Linked DNA regions of Mus musculus: all the other regions are linked to region 3. A link is a contact called in public HiChIP or PLAC-seq and promoter capture Hi-C data. All regions are on one chromosome and are shown on one strand. The core of a region is the stretch at or near the end of the contact, and the rest is flanking DNA. Distances in the headings are between cores, read along the strand shown. Region 1 overlaps Skap1 (src family associated phosphoprotein 1). Region 2 overlaps Skap1 (src family associated phosphoprotein 1). Region 3 holds the start of Snx11 (sorting nexin 11).

Evidence for each region. Promoter capture Hi-C pulls out the DNA fragments that hold promoters and counts their contacts. HiChIP or PLAC-seq counts read pairs in DNA pulled down with a chosen protein or histone mark.
Region 1: a contact with region 3 is called in a promoter capture Hi-C map of pre-B cells, with 2.0 times the contacts expected there. The contact joins the enhancer-like site here to the promoter of Snx11 in region 3. A contact is called at or near these places in 2 of 39 promoter capture datasets (the C10 cell line and pre-B cells), 1 of 15 datasets of contacts at CTCF or cohesin (the NIH/3T3 cell line) and 1 of 9 other capture datasets (pancreatic islet).
Region 2: a contact with region 3 is called in a CTCF HiChIP or PLAC-seq map of the NIH/3T3 cell line, with 16 read pairs. The contact joins the enhancer-like site here to the promoter of Snx11 in region 3. A contact is called at or near these places in 4 of 39 promoter capture datasets (the C10 cell line, the SN4741 cell line, embryonic stem cells and 1 more), 1 of 15 datasets of contacts at CTCF or cohesin (the NIH/3T3 cell line), 3 of 484 Hi-C or Micro-C datasets (embryonic fibroblasts, germline stem cells and muscle stem cells), 3 of 115 datasets of contacts at active chromatin or transcription factors (the SCID.adh cell line and embryonic stem cells) and 2 of 9 other capture datasets (adipose tissue and pancreatic islet).

What each region holds. Positions count from the first base shown.
Region 1 is chr11:96,641,251-96,643,992 of GRCm38.p6, forward strand. The region is part of intron 4 of Skap1 (src family associated phosphoprotein 1); the gene reads left to right. Among named protein-coding and RNA genes, the nearest start is that of Gm38960, 100 kb to the left of the region's middle. Within about 2 kb of position 1,396, at least 46 of the 459 cell types and tissues checked have an H3K27ac peak or open chromatin away from gene starts, as enhancers often do. A contact at or near this core is called in pre-B cells, where this site is marked.
Region 2 is chr11:96,577,839-96,580,810 of GRCm38.p6, forward strand. All of the region lies in intron 4 of Skap1 (src family associated phosphoprotein 1), which reads left to right. Among named protein-coding and RNA genes, the nearest start is that of Gm38960, 39 kb to the left of the region's middle. Within about 2 kb of position 1,268, at least 19 of the 459 cell types and tissues checked have an H3K27ac peak or open chromatin away from gene starts, as enhancers often do. A contact at or near this core is called in pancreatic islet, where this site is marked.
Region 3 is chr11:96,776,040-96,778,964 of GRCm38.p6, forward strand. It overlaps Snx11 (sorting nexin 11), which reads right to left and starts at 1,516. Exons shown (of 8, transcript NM_001163389.1): 1 at 1,416-1,516; 2 at 929-1,022.

The DNA of each region.
Region 1 (2,742 bases), core at 146-2,645, 130 kb before region 3:
TTCGAGGCCAGCCTGGTCTACAGAGTGGGTTCCAGGACAGCCAGGGCTACATAGAGAAACCTTGGAAAAAAAAAAGAATAAAAAGTGTGTGCTGCTTTTAGAAAATAATTTAAAGCTGGGTCTTTAGCTCAGTGGTAGAATGCCTGCCTAGCAAGTACAAGGGCTGAAGAAAATTAAAATAAAGAAGCTGGACATGACACTGTATGCTTGTAGTTCTAACGCTTGCTTTGGAAATGGAAACAGGAGGGTCCTCATGTGTCAGTCTAAGCTGCATAGTAAGTTCTGGGCTAGCCTGATCTATGGACCACATAACAAGAGCCTGTCTCAAAACTGATGAAACAAGGGCCAGCAAAGTGGCCCAGTGGGCAAAGCACCTGCCCAGAAACCTGATTTTTTGATCCTGGAAACTCACGTGGGAGGGGAGAACAGCTACCCCATAAGTAAATAAATAATAGACAAATGTGAAAATAGGATCAAAATTTAAAAATCAGAGTGTAGGATAAGCTTTATGAACACTTAAATTACTTTTGGGAAATGGTAAATATCTCTGAAATTCAAGAAGGACAGTTACTGTAGCCAACTGGGGAACTGTCTTCTCTCGTTGTATCCTGTGAGACTCTCAGAGCTGCCAATCATCCCTCGGGCAGGTGCTTCCACAAGAATGAAACTGTCTCCAAGAAGGACCGAGTCAAAGGGTCACACCTCCATCTGTGCCCAAATTCAGAAAGTGAAGGCTACACTCTTTCTCCAGCTCTGGCATAAACAAAGGGCTTTATTCCAAAACTGTGCTTACATTCTTCCTATATGTGCTCAGGGATCCAGAATCAAAGACAAATGAGGGGACTCCTCGTAGCCTCTAGGGAAGCTCTACGGCAGCCAGCGGTTCTCAGCCTTCCTGCGGCTGCGACCCTTTAATACAGTGCCTCGTGTTGTGGTGACCCCCCCCTCAACTGTAAAACTATTTCCATTGCTACTTCATAACTGTAATTTTTCTACTGTTATGAATCACACCGTAAACATCTGATATGCAGGATATCCAATATGTGACACCCCTCCCAAGGGGGTCACGACCCACAGGTTGAGAATCACTGCTCTTCAAGCCCACAATGCTCTTCAGCTCTTTTACTGTGTGCGCACGTGTAATCTTAAACAAACCCCCTGACCCATGTTCTCTGGGGTCACATCTTCCTCTAAGTGCATCTTCCTGGCCGTTGCTAAGCGTTTGGGTTCCCAAGCTTCCTTTAATACATACAACTGCCATCCGCACCAGCTTCCTTTCTTCCCATCCACTTCTGTTGGCTTTAACAGGAAGTCTACTTGCCTGGCCAGGCCCAGCTGTGAGCAGGGGCTTGAGTGAGAGGTATTTATGACCTGACAGGAAGCTGCAGCTAAAGATGAAGCTGACTGGTGGCTGTTAGCAGGAGAAGGAAGTGTTTATGACCCCATCTGCTGGTTTCAATAGGATAGACCTGCCTTTATGGCGTCAGCCTCCCCTTGTGACTTCCTTCCATTTGGGCAGTGATAGCTTATTTCAAGATGTTCCCACCCAACACGCGCTGTTGTCCCCTTTGTTTAGGGGGTGATGAGGAAGGAAAGACTTTGTTTCTGGAATGTGGGGATGGGGCAGTTTTGATGGTTTGTGACTCAAGCTGGAGAAAGGCTTCCTTGGAGCTGACTGTGTGGATCCAGGAAAGCCACCCGCATCCTGCTGCCTCTTTGACTGCTAACTACCATGAGAGCACGGCCATATTAATGCTGGCCGCTGTGGGGCGGTTAGGCTAAGCATTACCAAACCCTGTTTTAACTAGAGTGACGCTGGCTTGACTTCTTGGCCGGTGGGGAGAAAGAATAACTTTCATATAGTTAATTCCTTGCTTCTTAACTTTCATTTACCTTTCATACTTTCCTGCCTCTCAACTTTTTTCTTCTACAGAAAGAAACCCTTGAAGCCAACAGAGGCAGTATCTGCTCAGATCAAAACTCTTATAAACGTAATATAAGCAAGATTAACCCCTTCCTTATAGCCATCCAGGTTAGGAGTGTCTAGAGATGGCAATTCATTTGTGGAAGTGCCCAAAATGTAGGAGTTGTCTTATTACTCAACTGCTCACTCGCCGCTGAAACCTGTGTTTTCTGTATATTAATCAGACTTCCAGTTTACTGCAGAATGACTATCTTTCTTTGGTTTTATTTGTGCTTCCCCTAGGCCCATTAGTACAGATGAAATTTTATATTAAATTGCTCAAATAATCAACACAGTACGTGTAAATCAAAGTCTTTAGCTCCAGTGGCATTATTTGAGTGGGTATCGATGAATCAGTTCAATGTGATTTCTTTCCCCTGTTGCAAAACCAGGATTTCTTTCCTTTTAAAGATCCCATGTCTAAAACATGGTGTTTGCTAAATTTCATTCTCTCTCTCTCTCTCTCTCTCTCTCACACACACACACACACACACACGAGAGAGAGAGAGAGAGAGAGATTCATGAGTTTGTCTGATTTACAGAATAGAAGGGGAAACTTTTTGTTTGAAGTTAAATCACCCCCTACTGAGCTTACGTGTGTCCTTTAGATCCTATCTTCAGCCAGGCAGTGGTGGCGCACGACTTTAATCTCAGCACTAGAGAATCAGAGGCAGGTGGACTTCTGTGTGTACAGAGTAAGCTCTAAGATCCTATCTTCATTTTCACTGGGAGCAGGGAGAGGTTGGAAGGTGAGAGAACAAGGTGGCCTGGGCACCTCC
Region 2 (2,972 bases), core at 18-2,517, 200 kb before region 3:
CAGTGTAGGAAGTATCTTATGAGAGAAGTGTGTATAAGACAAAGTGCATAGCTGCTTTAAAGTGAACCAGGAAAGTTCTTGCTCAACCATTTCCACTCCACCACTTATTAAATCGCCCCCCGTGCAATGACGTTATTCCTGGTTGAAGACCAAGTAGCGTAACTAGTTACAAAAGATGTTTTTCCACTCCATACTGGGGCTTGTATGTGTGGACAGGCAACACCACCCACAAGGACCTGGCCAAAGTGGGATAATGATCCAAATACTGCTTTAATGTTACACGTGATTCATGAAGCACAATGCAGAGCTCTTTCAGATATAAACACCCACGATCAAACCCCACTTGCTTGTGTCTCCCTTTGAAAGAAAGAAACTCCTGCTAGAAAGCAGGACAAGCAGGCATGTGATGAAAACCCACCCATAGTTCTGCTCATGAATTTTCTTGTGTTTATCACGTCTGCTGCCTGGATGGGCTTATTATCCTGGGGTTTCTTCTCGAACAGCTCTGTCTTTTTGTCAGACTCTGTGTTTTCTGTCTGTAAACTCTAAGGTACTTGCTGAATTTTAAAGAGAAAGGAGAAAGAAGACAAGGGAGAGGTGGGGGGAAAAACATCCTCTCTGATTCAGATTGTGATTGGTAAACTTCTCTGGAATAAACATGAGGCCCGTGAGCGGAGGAGAACTCAGAGACAGGTGCCTCCAGTAACTGAATGGGTTGGCAGGGAGGCTGAAGGGCTGAGGCAGTTCACACTTTGGTTAAACTCTTACAACTAAAAATTCCACCCTGGTAAAATTCAGAAGTTCAAGGAACAACATCACCATGATATTAACGACCTCTGAGGGCATCTAGAGTTCAGAGTTCACCCTCTATTTACAACATACTCTGAGGCTGCTCCACCTCCTACGCCTCGCTTTAAAGGGGAGGGGGGCGATTATTTAGGACATCATGACAGTCGGCCTGGCTAATTTTTATACAAAAACAGAGACAGTGGGAAATATAACAGTCAAGTATTAGGAATGGATAAAACGGGGGGGGGAGCCCAATCTTAGGAGAAGTTATCCCCTGAACAGTTCAAAGTTCACTCTTTGTTCACGTATAATGAAGAGTCTTCAGTTATCAGGTATTTAAACCCAAGTCAGCAGTTCCATATCCGTAACCTGAGCCGAGTGTTCCTCCACCTAATGGCCACGCTGCTGTCGTTTGCAGCGAGTTGGGTGACAATCGATTTGTACTCCGAGACGGGAACAGATGGGCTTTCATTGTGAGACTCCGCCTGTATGCAAATGTGAACGGAGTTTCACCCGATCCAGGGGTCTGACCTGACCGTGCACATGCATTTACTCAACGTGGCTCAGCCTGGGGGGGGGGGCAGCGAAGGGGGAATAAAAAATGGCAATCGGATAGTACCAGCGGCAGGTCAAGTTTACCATCCGTCTTTCAGCGGGACTGAGATGGCAACACAGTTATTTAGTTTCAGTGTTGATGTGCGTTGCAATAAACTCCATCATTTCACCTGTTTATGAACCCGGCCTTGTATGAGATCTCTGTGAATTCAAACAAAGCTGGCAATCAACCCTCTTGTTTCCAGCAGAATGGGGGATTATGGACTTTAAAGATAAATAAATAAATAAAGCATCCTTGTATCTCCCCTGTCTTCACATGCATAAATCAATATTCCTTTCCTTCTGGCTCCTTTTATTTCTTACATTGACTTTATTAATTTCTTATTTGGAGGAAACAAAATACATCCCCCCAAAATGCTCTTCATTTCAAATGAAGAAATATGATCATTAATGTCAGAATAAACAACCAGCATTTTAGATGTCAATTAACTGTTTTTGCATGTACACAGCAATGTACAGCCCCTAATAAATCTTACAATTAAATGTGCAGCCCTTCATTAGAGTGGAAATATGAACAGCTGTAATCATACACATTCTATTGACAGAGAAAAATTTGGTTCCATTTGTAATTTTTCACATTGGGAAAGAATGAGAGACGGATTGGGACCATGATTGCTTTTATAACTGTGGGCTTTTTAAACTTCCCATGTACAGGATAACAAACCAGTGTCTTTGACTTGGGGGTCTAACAGCAGTGATTTGCTTCTATTTTCTTCTCTCATGAAAGTAAATTTCTCTTGGGAAACATATAAGCCTTTGGCTAGAAAACCCATAGGACAAATACCCCCAAAGTGAACCAAATAACGAATTGCTGCTTGCTTCGGTACAGCTGTTCATGGCCGGGTTCTGTTAACTGATGTCTGGGATTGGCATTAAAGTCAGTTGGGGAGGGGGGGAGAGTTGCTAAGAATATAAAGAGAAAGTTGAGACATTCCGCAAAAACTGCTTCTGGCAACCAAACACACTGCTTCTAGCCACACAGGAGCCTTGCCATAATAGAAAGGGAGTCTTCTGAAGTTGTGTTTGCACAAGTAGAGGCAAAACCAAGATGAGAGCCCTTCAAAAGCAAGGTGCCGAATTGTCTCTCCCATAAGGGTTCCTCTCTACTTACTCTGATCTCCTCAGGACAGCATGGAGAAGCAGTTCTCGAGAGTTAGGCTTGAGATAATTCCAATGAGAAATGAATGATCAAGACTTGGGCTAGCATTTGTCTGCCGGGCACTCAGAGTAGCTGACAGGGATAATAACGAGTAAGGAGTTGCATAGCAGCGTAGCAAGCATTAAAAACTGTCATACTGCGCTCCGTGACTATTGAACATTGATTCAATTACCTTGCATGGTCTCTGTATATGTATTTCAAAATAGATGGGAGCCTCTAAAATACCATATATGTGAACATACATGTATATATACATACCGACACATAGGTATTTATATCTCTGTTATCTAGATCGTTCCTTATACAAACAAAGATTTATGTTAATGCAAGATTTTGTGTCTACAGAAACCTTAGCTAGTGGTTGAATTATGAGAGGCCAGTTTAAGTTAAGGATATCATTTATACCTTT
Region 3 (2,925 bases), core at 266-2,765:
ACGGAAGAACAGAAAGTTAAATATTCTTAAGTGGTTTTGTTGTTGTTGTTGTTGTTTGGTTTGGTTTGTGTTTGTAGTACAACAGAAAAGATGACAAGAAAGAAAGGCATCTATCCACTTAGGGGAGATCACACCACTCTGCCTGGAAAAGTCTGTGAAACTCAAGACTCTAGTTCAGTAACTGTTCATCAGACGTTTGGTATAAAGAGTTTGCTAGGGGCCTGCAGCACCCCCATGTGGAAGTTTTTCTCCTTTGTTTTGGAGCTAATGTCATAGAGAAACAAATAAACTGTCTTTTAAGACATTCCAAGTCTCCTGGGTCTCTGTAGGCTCAAGGCTAAGCGTAAAAGGCACTAAGAAGGTTCTGGTGGTCAATTTCCCCTAAGACACTGAGACTGCAAAAAGCAGACTCCGTTTCCAACAACCACTGCTCTTCATCACTGTCCTTCCCAACGACACCACTCTCAGTCGTTATTCCTGGAGAAACAGCAAGTTCTTAACTTCACCTCCATGACCCGTCCAAAGAGGTGGATCTGTGCATCCATTAAGGAAGGGCAGAGTCAAGTAACCTCGAAAGGTGAGGAAACTTACTCCATGCTAACTACATTCCCGGGGCCTTTTCCATCCCATCTGAAGCGCTCACTGCTTCCCTCGGCAGTACCAGCACCCATAGTCCCGGGAAAGAGCCAAGGGGTTTGGTGTGTACAAAGTTTGACGCATTGTAAAGCTCACAGCTGCTAATTCAGGGGAGCAATTCAAAGCTTTCTCATTTTCTCCGCCTCTTAAAACTACTTCAAGGGACACGTAAAAAACACATCAGGCTGTAAAAAAGATTGCACCAAGGAGTCTCCCGCCCCTCCTTACTCGTTCTTGAGCCTTTGGTGTCAACAGACAGCAATTCTAAAACCTCGCCTTCCTAAATACCCACAGGTGTTCGAGGAAGCTCTTCCGCCTGACAGAAAACCTGTCCCGTCCATCAAGCAGCTGTTCTCATTTTTCAGTCGGTAACCCACTCCTTTCACCTGCAAGTAACAAAGGAAGAGCATAGTTTCCAGTATCTGCGAAAAATATCTGCCATTCCCTTCCACTGCCGGCCACTTGGGTAGACATCCCTAATTCTGACTCCGGCCACTCCTTTCCATTCTTTAGCAAACTCAGATGGAAACCAGCCCAACGGTCCTTCTCTTTTCCCGGCTAAATCGGGACGGAAAGACGATTTTCAAGGTATATTGAAAAGCCAGGCTTCCTTTCTTCTTGGGTCCCAGCAAGCCCTCACTTTCATACCAGGCAGTAAGGCAGCCCCCTCCCTAGTGTGTCAACCGAGGCCATCACTCAAATGCCACCACCACGGCTCAAGCCAGCATCCCATTCCCAAGCAGCACCTACGAGCCGCGGCCACGCCCACGCCCCCTCACCTGAGAGCAGCAGCAGCAGCTCTCCACAGCGACACCACCAGCACCGCACCATATAGTCCGATACCGGCTTCTCCTTCCGGGTGAGTCGCCGGTGCCCCGGTGCACGACGGGAGGCGGCTCCCGACGGGCCAATCCTGAGTGTCCCGGACGCCCCACCCCTGAAGACCAGGGCTCTCAGTGGCGATCGCTGGTCAGAGGAGGCTCTCCATCCCGCCCAGGCCTAAGCTGAAATCCGCATCTTTCCGGAAATCGCTAGGGGGCGCGGGAGGCGGAGCGCAAAGACCGAGACCCCGCAAAGTCCACTCCGGTGCCGTGTCCCGCCCACCGCCATTAGGCGGGCCAATCAGCGCTCAGGGAACGTGTTTGAAGGCCGACGAAAGCATCTTAGGAGCCTAAACGTCTTCAGGGTGTTAAAGAGCAGTAAGTGTGGGAGGTTTCTCGCGTTCCTGAAGCCTTACTAAGATCTAAGATCTCGAAAGTCTGGGTTTGAACCTCAGAGGTTGCAGTTCCCCATCTAAACTGTCAAGGGCACTGCCAGTTTGATTTGGAAAACCCACAGATTATCCCAACAGCAGACGAGAAAGTTGACAACAGTTGTCAAGCCCAAAGAAGGATCATACAGTTAGTAAGCAAGAAAAAGCCGGTGAAAATGCTTACTATAGAAATATCTAAAGTCCGGGCTGGAGAGACGGCTCAGGGGGTAAGAGCACCCGACTGCTCTTCGGAAGGTCCTGAGTTCAAATCCCAGCAACCACGTGGTGGCTCACAACCATCTGTAATGAGATCTGATGCCCTGTTCTGGAGTGTCTGAGGACAGCTACAGTGTACTTACATGTAATAAATAAATACATCTTTTTTAAAAAGACAAAAAAAAATATCTTAAAGTCCTCTTAAGCCAATGGAAGTGGCTCACGCCCAGAATCCTAACACTTGGCCATTAAAGACATATAGTGAGCTCTAGGATACGGAGTAAGGCTGTTGGAAAACACAAACGAAAAGCCTCCTTGATCTGTTAAAAAGTTAATTTTAGGGCTGGTGAGATGGCTCAGTTGGTAAGAGCACCCGACTGCTCTTCCAAAGGTCTGAAGTTCAAATCCCAGCAACCACATGGTGGCTCACAACCATCTGTAATGAGATCTGACTCCCTCTTCTGGAGTGTTTGAAGACAGCTACAGTGTACTTACATATAATAAAAATAAATAAGTCTTTAAAAAAAAAGTTAATTTTACCTCTGTAACCCCAGCACTTGGAAGTAGAGGCAGGAACTGAAGGCCAACGCCAACTATATAGTGAGTTTCAGGCTAGCTTGGGCTACCTAAGACCCTGCCTCAAAAACAGCAAGACAGGAGTTGGCAAAATGGCTTCAGAAGATGAGTTCAGGACCCCCAAATTCACACAGTTCACACATTCCTGCAACTCCCACTTCAATGGATCCGAGGCATACACACATCAAAAATAAATATTTTTATTTTTTGTAGCTGTTTTGCCTATAAATAGGTTGTGTACCATG